2 separate regions of the Sus scrofa genome follow, and region 1 is linked to region 2. The links are chromatin contacts, called in public Hi-C maps. All regions are on one chromosome and are shown on one strand. The core of a region is the stretch at or near the end of the contact, and the rest is flanking DNA. Distances in the headings are between cores, read along the strand shown. Region 1 holds the start of LOC110255918. Region 2 holds the start of LOC110255247 (zinc finger protein 501-like).

Region 1 (6,469 bases), core at 2,631-5,130, 54 kb before region 2:
AAGTTGTCCCCAGTGTTGTGGTGGACGTTTACTGTCTGCAGGGTCAGCAGCGATGACCCCTCTTTTACTCCTGGTTCTGGTCACTTTTGTCCTCTTTTTTCCCCTCACGTTGCTTTTGCTTCACAGCACCTGCTCCTCGCCGTGGACGCTGCCTCTTAAACTGACGCCCCGTCTCTCCCTTTGGGGGCTCATCGAACTGGGGCTTCCGGTCACCTGATGACACGGCTCTGCGCCCAGCTCGGGGGCTGGCATGTAAGAGCTCTGTCCATGCCAGCCTCCCCCCACCTTTGTGTTTTCCATGACCCCGGGCCTTGATGAGCTCCCCATGGGGCCTGGATACAAAAGACCCAGCCTGGTTTCGCTGCCGCTGATGGAGCGCCGCCAGTGGGACTCACAGAGGCATCCTCTCCACGCAGCGAGCTGGAGTTGGCGCCTCGGCAGAGGGCGACTCTCCATCCTGCCTCCTGCAGGGCGTGACGCTGAGATGGGGCTGGGGCTGGCATGCCGTTGGCACAGGCGGCTTGGTGGGTCTCGCCTCCGGGAACACAGCTGGGTCTTGGTGCCAGGCCAGAGTGCAGGGCAGGGGACGTTGGGCTTGGCGGTGTCTGAGTGCCCTGCTGGTCCCAGGCCACACTGGACTCGCGCCCCAGCTCAGTCCTGCTGACTGCAGCTTCTAGGCTGGGGGGTGACCACAGTGAGAATCCCAGTCAGACCTTTGCAAATTAGGGCCACGCAGACTGACCCTCACATCCTGGCTTTTCTATTCTCCTGTCCCCCTTAAGGAGCCAACATGAAAACTTTGTTTGAGTCAAATACAGTCTAGTTCCTGATGCTAGTTATAGACAGAAACAGGCCTACAAACTTGTTGACTGGCTGGAGCATGGGAGCTCTGTGCCCTACCTAGTTAACATTTTTTCCCCACCTAAACTGATTAGATTAGGTGTAAACAGTGGGCCAGGAACTCCACGCCTGGGATGCTGATGGCCTGGGAGGCGGCCCTGTCTGGAGGAAGGGATCTCTAGCAAGAGTAGGGAAGTGCTTGGATTTAAAAACACGAAGGAGTTCCCGTCGTGGCGCAGTGGTTAGCGAATCCCACTAGGAACCATGAGGTTGCGGGTTCGGTCCCTGCCCTTGCTCAGTGGGTTAAGGATCCGGCGTTGCCATGAGCTGTGGTGTAGGTTGCAGACGCGGCTCGGATCCCACGTTGCTGTGGCTCTGGCGTAGGCCGGTGGCTACAGCTCCGATTGGACCTCTAGCCTGGGAACCTCCATATGCAGAGGGAGCGGCCCAAGAAATGGCAAAAAGACAAAAAAAATAAAATAAAATAAAATAAAAACAAGGAATGTGGGCCCTGCCCAGGCCTTGAGTTTTCAGGGACCTCCAGCTTTGGAGACCTACTCGTGCAGATCCTGGGGAGTCTTACCAGGGACACATCCATGAGGCTGACGACGCCAGGCCCATCCAGGTCCTGTCTCCTCGGAGCCCAGGCTATAAGTGCTCTGATGTGGCCCCGGGCACCTTTCCAGGTGAGTTCAGGTGTTTCAGCAGCACGGAGGCTGCTCTGGTCTCCTCACGCTTGTGCCATCTCAACCCCCACCCTGCGCCCCTGCCCAGCGACCCCAGGAAGGCAGGAGGCCTGTGGCTCTACTGGGGCCACACAGACTGTGCAGGGAGACCCCACACTGCATTGCAGCTGCTGGCATGGTTGCTAGGGGAGGCAGAGCCCGTGTGGCCCTCCTGCGGTGGTGGCTGTGACGGGCCCTCTGGCTTCCCAGACACCTTGGCCTGGCCACCTGCCCGGCCCCCTCCCCAGCAGACCAGCCGGACGTGTGGCTCGATCTGGGGACCTGCCTCTCCCCACGTGTGCCCGCCTCCCCTCTCCAGAGTCTCAGGGTGAGTAAATCAGACACGGATGCTGGGGTGTATACGGCCTCTGCTCTGCAGGTGTTGCAGGAAGGGGGTCCCCTTCCAGGGCCCGAGCGTGGGGTCGTCTGATGCTCAGAGATGAATTGTCTGAGGAGACACACGTGCTGACAAGGGAAAGACCACCGGGAAGGGACAGCTGCCGGGCGAGGGGACCCAGGAGAAGGGCTCGGCCACGTGGCTCGCAGCCCCAGGCTTCATGAGTGGGGTTAGTGTCGGGGGGGTCTCTGGCCAGTCGTCTTGCACTTGGTCTGGCCCAGGGTCCTCCCTGGTGGCGCGAGCACCTCTCAGCCAAGGCGGACTCCAGCGCCGAGTGTCCTGGGAGGCTGGCCACCTGGCCCTTCCTCCTAGCCCCTCCCGAGTCCCGGGTCCCGTCTGTCTTCTGGGGGGCACTGGGGTTCCCTACTGGGGCTCCTGCTGTGAGACGACTCATGCCAGTGGCTCCTTCAGTGCTGCCAAGGTGGACGGTTTGGTCAGTGGCCCCCTAACCCTGGGGAAAGTCCAGATGTGAGCAGGCAGAACGCTGGGACCCCCAAACAGGGGGCCCCCCATGCCTCTCTGTCCTCTGGAGAGGGTGGGAGGCCCTAACCTCCAGAGGGCGGGGCTCAGCTCTGTGTCCCCAGGCTTCGCTGTCCTTCTCCACCCTCTTTGCCACCCTGCTTCTCTGGTGCCGTGCTCCCGAGCTCCCGCTGTGTGACTGGGGCGGCCTGCCGGGGGGTCGCGGCGCCCTGCGCTGCCGCCGGAGGAGGAGCAGCAGCGAGGGCAGGCGGGCGCCGCTGCGGCCGCGGAGGGTCGGTCCGGGCTGAGGAGGAGACGGATGCTCCTGCTGCGCCCACAGCAGGCGAGGGGCGTCTGGGCTGCGTCCCGGGCTGTGCAGGCGAGGAGCTGGGCTGCTCGACGGCGGCCACACGGCCTCAGCCCTGCCCGAACCTCTTCCGCCGTGTCTGCATTTTCTACAGATGACACACAGGCAAGCGAAGAAAATGGAAAGATCAGGAAAGGTGACGACACGCGTCCTGCTGCCAGCCCCCAGCCGTGGTGCGGCCGTCTGCGCGCCCGTGGGCATCTTTGCCTATCCGACTTGCGTGTCAGGACCTCAGATCTCAATAATCCCTGCCTTCTTCCCGCAGACACCTCTTTCCCTCCCCCATCTCGCGCGGGCTCTGCTTCACCACGGCCCTGTCCTCTCAGTCGTGGTCCCTCTGCCTCTGGGGCCGGGCCGAGGCTGGCCTGACCCTGGTCCCCTCCCGGCGCTGGGGCTGTGGGCGGGGCTGATCCCAGGCCCTGCCCACCCTCCCTGTCGGAGCTGCCGACCCAAGCTCCGCGCCCGAAGCAGGGAACAAGCACAGCCACGAAAATGACAAGTGGGCCATTTTTCTGGAATCTGAGAGCTGTTAGCTCACCAGGCGAGCTCGGCATGGGTAAGAGCTGAGCTGCTGTGTTTTCATGAGACCGAAGGCGCAAATGGCCCTCGGAGGCGTCGGGAACACGCTGCGGTTCACGGCGAGGTCACTGCCCTCGCGGATACTGTGCTGGTCCTTGTTTACATTCCGACCCCAGACCTCCAAATTCCTGACATTGTTGGGAACTCAGGGGCAGAGACCAGCATGAAGTTCTAAACCTCCCCCCTCCGCCCCCCCGCCGATGCTGGGACGTCCCGCGGGGCCTCGGACAGACAGACCCCGGTGCAGACAGACGCCGCCTGCCCTGTGGGTGGCAGGGTCCCGCCCGCCCCGGAACAGCAGGGCGTCAGGGAGAGTGGAGGAGACAGTGTCCGCAGGGCTGACCGGCAGGGCCGATGGGCCTGGCCAGCTCTTCGCTCCAGACATCCCAGGGCTGTCAGCACACCCCCTCTGCTCAGGGGCAAAGCCTCGGGGGCAGGGGCTCATCGTGGCTCCTGGCCTGTGGGGGAACCAGGAAACACTCTGTCCTGGTCCTGGGTGTCCCTGTCCACTCCGGGTGAAGGGGCCTCGGAAGAAGGGATGTGGGCAGCTCTGCTGGGAAGCACCTGTGACGGCGACTGTGCTTTTGCTGTTGGACCCCGTTGGGAAACCTCGGCAAGGACACGGCTGAGACAGCGCACAGGGTCAGGGCGGCCGATGGGGAAGCGAGGGAGGGCAGACCCAGAGCCGACATGGACGCTGGTGGGGGGCGGGCAGAGCTGGAGCCTGACCTGGACCTTTCGGTGGGGAGGGTGGCAGGGACGGACCCTCAGCCGACGTGGATGTAGCAGGGTTGCGGGGGGGGGAGGTCTGTGCCTTAGGAGGAGTGGGTCCTGGGTCCCTAGGCTCTGCCCCTGTCTGGAAGCAGCCATGCAGGGGTACTGGGGTTCTCTCACTCCCAGACCAGCCTGGCTGGATTCATTCACACGGATGTCCAGGCACAGCCTGGAAAGGAAACTCGGCTGGACGTTTCCTCAGAGGAGACCCCCCCCCCCAGCCCCGTGCCTGGCAGGGAGGGACAGGCAGGGCCGTGGCTCGGGGCCCCGGACGGCAGGGTCAGAGCAAGGAGCCCGTCCTGCCTCATCAGGTTTGGCTCAGACATGGGCATGTGTTTATGGGGCTGTGGATGGGGGGCCCCAGTGGGGCAGGCTGGCAATGCCACCAAGTGAGGAGACCCAACGTCTGGGAAAGGAAAGCCGCTTCTCTGACGGCGAGGCTACGGGCCCAGGGGTGGGGTCGGGAGGCCAGCACACAGGCCTGGTCTCCTCAGGGGCGGCCAGAGCCGGGGTGGGGGGGCGCCCAGGGCTGCAGCCCAGGGCCCTGTCACTCAGAGGCCACATGGTCCGGGGAGGACGCACACCACGGGGAAGGCCTGACAGCCTGCCTGAGCAGAGGCTGGGGTCCGGGGCGGCCACCTCCAGGCTCCGGTGGCCATCAGAGCCCACTATCCAAGACTCTGCTTTGCGACCTCAAATGAGAGATGCTTCCCCAGTGAAAACCCGCTAATGGGCGCGCACTTTGCTGGTGCCCCAGGCCGCTTTTCCAGCCGCTTTCTGCTCATGTCACCAGCACGTTCCCCGAAGTGACCACAACGGTAACTGGAAGCACAAAGGCAGGGCCCACCCCCGCTTTCTCTGTTCCCCGTTTTCTCACCACTTCTTGTTAAGTCTGGGTTTGCTTCTCTCACTTTCCTCTCACGTCCTGGATCCACTGTGTCCGCCTGGCACTTTTTTATTATTAAATACCTCATTTCAAAAGCGCGGACGAGAGGGTGCTGGGTCACGTCTGCACTCCTGTCCTCACCCCTCGGGTGGGAGGCGGCGCGAGGGCCCCACGGTGGCCGCTGGTCCCCTTCCTGCAAGTGCTGGTGCTGGGAGCTCAGTGGGGCCTCGGGGGGTGGGGGGCGTGCTGCCCGGCCCCCTGCCCCGGCCCGTTTCACCCTGGGCCCTCCCCAGGGCAGTGGAGAGGACCCAGTCCTCGAGCCCCCTGGTTACATTAGCCCCCCGGACTTTGCTCCCTCCTCCGGGAGCCAAGGGAACACAGGCAGGCAGGTTTCAAATCCCACCCCTTCCGTCGGTTCCCTGCCCTCCCCTCCCCGTGCTCCCCCAGCCAACCAGGAACCCCTTTGGGGAATGTTTGCAAGGAGCAGGGCCTCATCCTTCACCACAAGCTGGTCCACCCCCGGGCTCACCTCCCTTGAACCCTGGTGTCCCCTGGGGTCAGAGGGTTCCTGGGGGTCCTTATTTGCCTTTCTTTTCAAGGCCTCTGTTTATTCAGTGCCTACTAGCAGCAAGTGCTGAGAATAAGTGTATAAATAAGACTGAATCATCATCTTTAAGGAAAAGCAAAATAAAGCATGTTGCAGTTCCCTTGTGTCGCAGCGGGTTAGGGGTCCAGCCTTGCCCCAGCTGTGGCAGAGGTCTCAGCTGGGCATCAGGAATTCGGTCCCTGGCCCCAGGAACTTCCACATGCTGTGGGTGCAGCCAAAAAAAAAAGACCGCGTCCTTAAGCTCTACACCTGAAACTAATTCCAGCTAAAGCACTACGGTTCAATCGAACAAAACAAAGCAAAGAGAGAAAGAAAACCAGAATACCTCCCTCGCTATCCCTGCTTGCCTGGTCAGGGGCGGAGAGCTCGGTGAGAGAGACGCCTCTTTGGGAATCTGGTGGGTGTGAAGTGGTCTCTCACGGGGTTTATTTGCCTTTCCCCGATTAGTACTGCGTGGACCCGCAGGCACTCAGGACCCGCCTCTGCATCTGCCTTTTCTTGGCTGCAGTGCCCGATGGACGCGTGGGAGCTGCCTGCCTTTTCCTTTGTGATGGCCCCTTCCTATCCTGACAAACCTTTCCGGGCCTTGTGTGCCTGCACAGAGATCCCCTTAGCTTTTATTTTCTCGGTTCTGATTTTCACACACAAGTGCTCGCTCATCTGGAAGCAATCTTTCTGTGTTTGGGCGAGGATAGGGATCCAGTTTCACTTTTTTAGATGCATAACCAGCTCCTGGCCCTGCTCGCTGGTCTGCACTGGAGCTTCCATCTGCTTCTGGGCTCTGCCCCTGGGGCCAACACAGTCCCGACCCTCTAGCCTCCTCATAGGTCTAGGG
Region 2 (6,404 bases), core at 2,836-5,335:
CATCGTGCATAAAATTAAAAGCCAAAATAAAACTTGGAAAATTATTTGTAACACGTGTGTCAGAAAGAAAGATTTAATACCCTTCCTATGTTGAGCGTTTATATCAGAAAGAAACGGCGAATGACAGGATCAAATATCCTTTGATAAAGGACATGGGAAATAATTAGCAGCCCTTTGTTTTCTAAATGAATAAGCTGCAAACGCGTGAAAATATGCTCAGCTCATTCTTAACTAGAAAAACACAAATGAAAACAGCAAAGTGCCGTCTTCACTGACTGAATTGGCCAAGTGTTTTTTTTGTTTTTATTATTATGGTTTGTTAATGGGCAGTGCCCTGTGTGGCCATAGGTGATAATGAGGAGGTTCAAACTCGGTCCCTCTGAGGATAGAGGTCTCCTTGGCCCCAATCACAGATTCATTCCTTCAACCAAAGTTTACCGAGCACCTGCTATGTGCCAGGCACAGCCTAGACTCTGGAGCTTCCCCTGAGAAAGGAACATTTGTGCAAAGACCTGAACGTGAGAAGTGAGCCGTGTGGCTGTCCGTGGAAAAGGTCTCCCAGGCAGAGGAAACAGCACTGCGAGCCTTGAAGATGCAGCTCGTCCAGGGGTCAGAGCCCAAGGGGCTCACGGGGGGCAGCTGAGGGTGAGTGTTGGGAGGAGGTCAGAGGAGGTGGGTTTGAGGGGGCCTCTGCAGGGCGCAAGCGCGGTGGGAACGGGTGGGGAACGGGTCGATTGGGTGTTAGCTGATCCCTCTGGCTGACCGAAGGGCCAGAGTGCAGCTTCCGCAACAACCCAGGTGAGAAGGGATGCAGGGTTGGGGCCTGAACAACTGAAGGGATGAAGCCGTCCTCTGCGGAGGTGGGAAACCTCAGAGGGGCAGGCGTGGGGGGAGTATTCGAGCTCGGTTCTGGTCACAGATTTGGAGGGAAGATGTTGAGTGGCAGGTAGCCCTGTTGCCCAAACTTGGCCTCTGTCTTCAGGCACCTAATGGAAATGCAGATACAGAGTTTTGGAAGGAGGAAAAGACAGCTTTGATTGCTTTGCCAGGCAAAGGAGGCCACAGCAGGCTAATGCCTTAAAGACCGCGCCCTCCATTGGGAAAAACTGCCAGGAGTTTTGTCGTAAAAAGGAGAAAAACGGCTTTTCAGATAGGAATCAGGATTGGGACAAACTGGCATTCCTCTTTCTTTGGGGAATCTTAGTCATCAAAGCTGACGTCAGGGGATCTTGGCCTGATCGCGGCGGTGGTCTTCCGGGTCATTGCCTCGAATAACTGTACTTGTGAAAAGGGCCTACTTTTTGTTTTGTTTTGTTTTTGACTTTTTGCCATTTCTAGGGTCGCTCCCGTGGCATATGGAGGTTCCCAGGCTAGGGGTCAAATCGGAGCTGTAGCCGCCGGCCTACGCCAGAGACACAGCAACGCAGGATCCGGGCTGCGTCTGTGACCTACACCACAGCTCACGGCAACGCCGGATCCTTAACCTACCGAGCAAGGCGAGGGGTTGAACCTGCAACCTCATGGTTCCTAGTCGGATTCGTTAACCACTGCGCCACAGTGGGAACTCCTGAAAAGGCCTATCGATCAGAGAGTAGAACAAACTAGGAAAGTTCCTGAAAAATGGCATGTGCTAAGATCTTTAACCCACAGGCAACTGTGCTCAGGGCGCCTAATTTTTAGCTTATAGGTGATTGTGTTTAGGGTACAATCAAGCCAGGGAGAAGGACAAGGAAGGACTCTAAGCTGTTCCCTTTTAAAGCATTCATTTCTAAAAGAAGCATGAGGAATATGACTTTTCTCCTATGTGGATAAGGTGCCTGTGTCATTACGTGGATCCCCTGAGAGGGAACCAGGATCCTACCCCAAGGCTGCACTGTTGTTTCTTGATGGCTCCTCCCGGGTCTCTGCCTCCCCTCCCTTCCCTGATCAGCAACTGTCTGAACCTGCCCCTTAGAACTCAGGGAAGGCCATGGAGGCTGAATGAAGTCCATTTCCTAAAAGCAAGAAATGGGGTACACAGAAAAGCTTTTGTGCTCAGGAGCCCCCAGGGCCCTGCTCGGTTATAGACCTAGAAGCCTGAGGGCACTGAAATTGAGGTACCTCTGCCTTGGAATTCCCAGCCTCCAGGACTATGAGAAATAAATTCCTGTTCTTATAAGCTCTTTTATATCACTTTTTGTTTTCTTTATTTGACAAGGATTAAAAATGATATGGTAGGGAGTTCCTATTGTGGCTAAGCAGTGATGAACCCAACTAGTACCCATGAGGATGCAGGTTCAATCCCTGGCCTCACTCAGAGGGTTAAGTATCCAGTGTTGCCGTGAGCTGTGGCCTAGGCTGGTAGCTGCTGCTCTGACTCGACCCCTAGCCTGGAAACTTCCATATTCCGCATGTGCGGCCCTAAAAAAAAAAAAAAAAGAAAAAAGATAAGCTAACCCGTCCCATCCTATTATATTTTTTATTGCTTTTCATGAATTGCCTTCAATTTTGGAAAAAAAAAATATAATATATATATATAAATAAATATATAGGTTAAATACTCACTGATTCGTGTTTGTATTATATGTATACAATCCTTGTGTTTGTATTATATATATAGTACAAACATACAAATTGGTGAATATTTTACCCATATTATATATAGTAAGGGACCATTAAATATTAATCATTAAGAAAGTATTTGGAATTACCTTTTGTCCTTTTTATTCAACAAATATTTCTTGAGCACTACCGCGTTTCAGGGTACTGTCCGAGGCTCTTTTTCTTACCGGTGAAGTGCCATAGCCTTGACTCTGCACTGCACTCTTCCATTTTTTTCATCTTGATAGTGTCACTGATGGCACGTTCTCCCCATGCTGCACCTTATGCCAGTTTTGCTATATTTGATGTGTGATCCGCTCTGAGGTGCTGTCTGCTTCTATGCCCTATGCTTACCTTTTGTGAGTTGATATAATTCTTATCATGTAACCTGCCTATAAATTGCAAAACATGTATTTAAAACCTTTGTGTGATAAAGTGGTAATTCTAATTCATGGTGGGAATTTTGGGAAATATGGAGAAACATAGGATAAAAAATTTTTTAAAGCCTATAATCCCTGAAGACAAAAATAGCCACTGTTAATAGTTTAGTGTAGTTCCTTCTAGTCTGTCTTTTCTTTTCTTTTTTTTTTATGGCCTCGACGGCAGCATATGGACGTTTCCTGGCCAGGGATTGAAGTGGAGCTGCAGTTGCGGCAACGCAGGATTCTTTAACCCACTGCCCAGGGCTGTGGATGGAACCCGCACCTCCACAGCGACCCAAAATGCTGCAGTGGGATTCTCAACCCACTGTGCCGCAGCAGAAACTCCGTGGTTTTTTTCTATATGTACTTTTCTGTATTTTCCAAGTTTTGCATAATGAACAAGGCTTCAGAAATATTTGCAGTTACAGTAGGGTTCTATCATGCCCTTTGCATGCCTGGCCAGAGAGAGAAAATAAGAAAATAAACAAGATAGGTCTCCCCACTGTCACCGCTGCAGTGACCCCAAGACAAGGACTGGATTGTTCTCAGGGGCTGCAGTCCCTCGTGGGTCTGCCCCGCTCCCCATCTTCCCTTCTCAATCCAGGCTGCCTGACCTCTTGGCAGACTAAAAACGAACATAGCCAACCTCTGGCTGGCTTCTGAAGTGTTTGTTGAGAAATGCCACTCATAATAATTTCTTAATGTCTAATACCCATCTCTTCGTTCCATTGTTCCCGACTGTGTCATACATATCTTTTTACAATTTGTTAGAAACAAGCATCCAAAGGACCACAGCGTCCTCTACCGTCTGTAACATTTTTATACCGTTCTTTCTGCTCCTGGCCTGTGCCGGGAGGCGGCTGCACCGCGCGCGCCAGTGTCCAGAAGCGGTACCGCTAGCTCCGAAGCTATCCTAACCTGACACAAGCTGCAGCGTCCACCACCAGCACAGTGGGAGGGAGCAGGCGTGGGCGGCTACCATGGAGATTCGGTGCGCGGTCCTGATTGGCTACCAGAGGGCGAGGTTCCGGGGACTTCTGGGAAAAGGGAAATCCTAGAGACGGAAAGCGGAAGCGGCGCGTCCCGAGGCATTCTGGGAGTCGCAGTTCGTCCGGGGCAACTTCTGCCTCAGGCTGGTTGCAGCCGGCGCCCCGGGCCAGCGCAGCCTGGGCACCAGCCATCCTGCCCCCTCTCCGGCCGGGAGAAGCGGGCGCTGGGCTCTGGGGCTCCCTGAGCCCGCGGAGGCCAGCGCCCAGGGCGCACAAGAAGAGCAGGGGTGGAAGAAGAAAGGAATTTCAAGGAGGGCATTGCTTAAAGGGACGTTTGGACAGAGCCAGTTTCGGTGCTGGGCCGCAGCTCTGCCTAATTTTAATCTCAGGACTGCAGCCTGCGACCCGTGGACGGTGAGTCTTTGCCAAGATGTTTGGTTGGAGACCCCAAATTTGTCCTGAAAGAGCTGTTTTTTTTTTTTTTTTTTTTTGGAGGATTTGTGAAGGACTTGCATTCATCCCTACGCTATAATTACACTTTTCAAGATCTACTTTCTTAAGACTTGCTGAAAGTTTTTTGAGCACGCACATCTTTATTTAATTAAGGAAACAAGGTATTGGCTTCCACAATTTAAGTGACCACTTATTTGCGATTCTCAGAGGGTTCAATTTGGTAGAAAAGGAAAGAGGAACGGTTCCTTGCCTGCCTTTGTACCAGGGTATCTCCCATGTTTATGATTGGTGAAAATGTCAACCCGCGCCGAGAGAAACACGGAGACAGAGTTTTGAGTGAAGGGGAAAAAATAGCTTTTATTGCTTTACCAGGTAAGGGAGGCCACAGCAGGCTAATGCTTTAAAGACTGTGCCCTCCTCTGGGGAAGAATTGTGGGGCGTTTTATAGTCTAAAGTAAAAACAGAGTTTCAGATAAGAATCAGGGTTGGGGCAGACATGCATTCTTCTTTCTTTTGGGGAATCTTAGTCATCCAAGCTGGTGTCAGGAGATGTTGGCCTGATCTTGGTGGTGGTCTTCTGGTCATTGCCTAGAATAACAGTACTTGCGAAAAGGGCATATTGATCAGAGATTAGAACAAACTAGGATAATTCCTGAAAGACATCACGTGCTAATAATCTTTAATCCATAGGCAGTCATGCTCAGGATGCCTAATCTTTAGCTCACAGATGATTGTATTTGGGTTACAATCAAATGAGGGAGAAACACAAGGAAGGGCTCCAAGCTCTTTAGTTTTCAAGCATTCATTTCTAAAGGAAGCGTAAGGAATATAACTTTTCTCTTAACTGTATATGGTGCCTGTGTCATTATGTGTATCCCTTAAGGATCGTGTGTACACCCTTCTGCCTCAAGGCTTGACTGTTCCTCCCTTGTCTTTGGATCTGCTCCCTTCCCTGATCAGCAGCTGTCTGAACCTGTCCCTTAGAACTCAGGGAAGGCCATGGAGGCTGAATGAAGTCCATTTCCTAAAAACAAGAAATGGGGGACACAGAAAGGCTTTCTGTGCCCTGGAGCCCCACAGGGCCCTACTCACTTATCACAATGCTCTTGCTCTAGTTAATGATTCTACCCAAAAGTTTACTGTGATCTTGGATCGCCCTTCACACTGCCCTTCCGTTTCCAGCCAGTGTGATGACACCTCTTTCTGCGTCTCTGTAAGTGTCCTTTCCCTCTAGCGTTGCAACTCGTCTCTTCTATTGTTTGGAGGGCTGTAAGTCTTTGTCCTTCAACACAAAGACATCTGGGCGACTCAGATTATGTTGATTATATTATTGATAGTCCTAATACTTTGAAATTTGCAAAATATTTGTGATGACAGTTTTTTTTTTTTTTTTTTTTTTTGCTATTTCTTGGGCCGCTCCTGCGGCATATGGAGATTCCCAGGCTAGGGGTCGAATCGGAGCTGTAGCCACCAGCCTATGCCAGAGCCACAGCAACGCGGGATCCGAGCCGCGTCTGCAACCTACACCACAGCTCACAGCAATGCCACATTGTCAACCCACTGAGCAAGGGCAGGGACCGAACCCGCAACCTCATGGTTCCTAGTCAGATTCGTTAACCACTGTGCCACGATGGAAACTCCTGTGATGACAGTTTTGATTTTGTTTCATATTTTCCCATGAGCAGGATTCTCAGTTTCTAAAATTAGTCTTGGCCAAGGAAAGAATTGTGGAGATACTGTGAGATATTGAGGGTCTCTTGAGACACTTACTCAGATGAGGGATGATTCTGTATGTGAATGTTTAGGAGGAGAGGAATCTAAAATGTTGTCCAAGGAGATCTCCTTAATGCCTTAGGCTCTGCTGTTCTGTTCAGATTTGCACCTTCTCAACTATTACTGCATTCTATATTGCTTTTTCAGGTGCTGTTTCTAGCTCCTCAGTGGCTTCTCTCCATGTGCT

What was found. Hi-C and Micro-C count contacts between places; a contact is called where the count stands out from the background.
Region 1: a Hi-C map of blood shows a contact between it and region 2, with 2.4 times the contacts expected there. The contact joins the promoter of LOC110255918 here to the promoter of LOC110255247 in region 2. A contact is called at or near these places in 1 of 5 promoter capture datasets (liver), 4 of 47 Hi-C or Micro-C datasets (blood, heart right ventricle and skeletal muscle) and 2 of 2 datasets of contacts at active chromatin or transcription factors (alveolar macrophages and skeletal muscle).

Annotation. Positions count from the first base shown.
Region 1 is chr12:183,591-190,059 of Sscrofa11.1, reverse strand. LOC110255918 reads left to right here and starts at 3,880. Exons shown (of 2, transcript XM_021066329.1): 1 at 3,880-6,031. The coding sequence starts at 3,906. The coding sequence ends at 4,871.
Region 2 is chr12:129,934-136,337 of Sscrofa11.1, reverse strand. It overlaps LOC110255247 (zinc finger protein 501-like), which reads left to right and starts at 4,085. Exons shown (of 6, transcript XR_002336882.1): 1 at 4,085-4,405.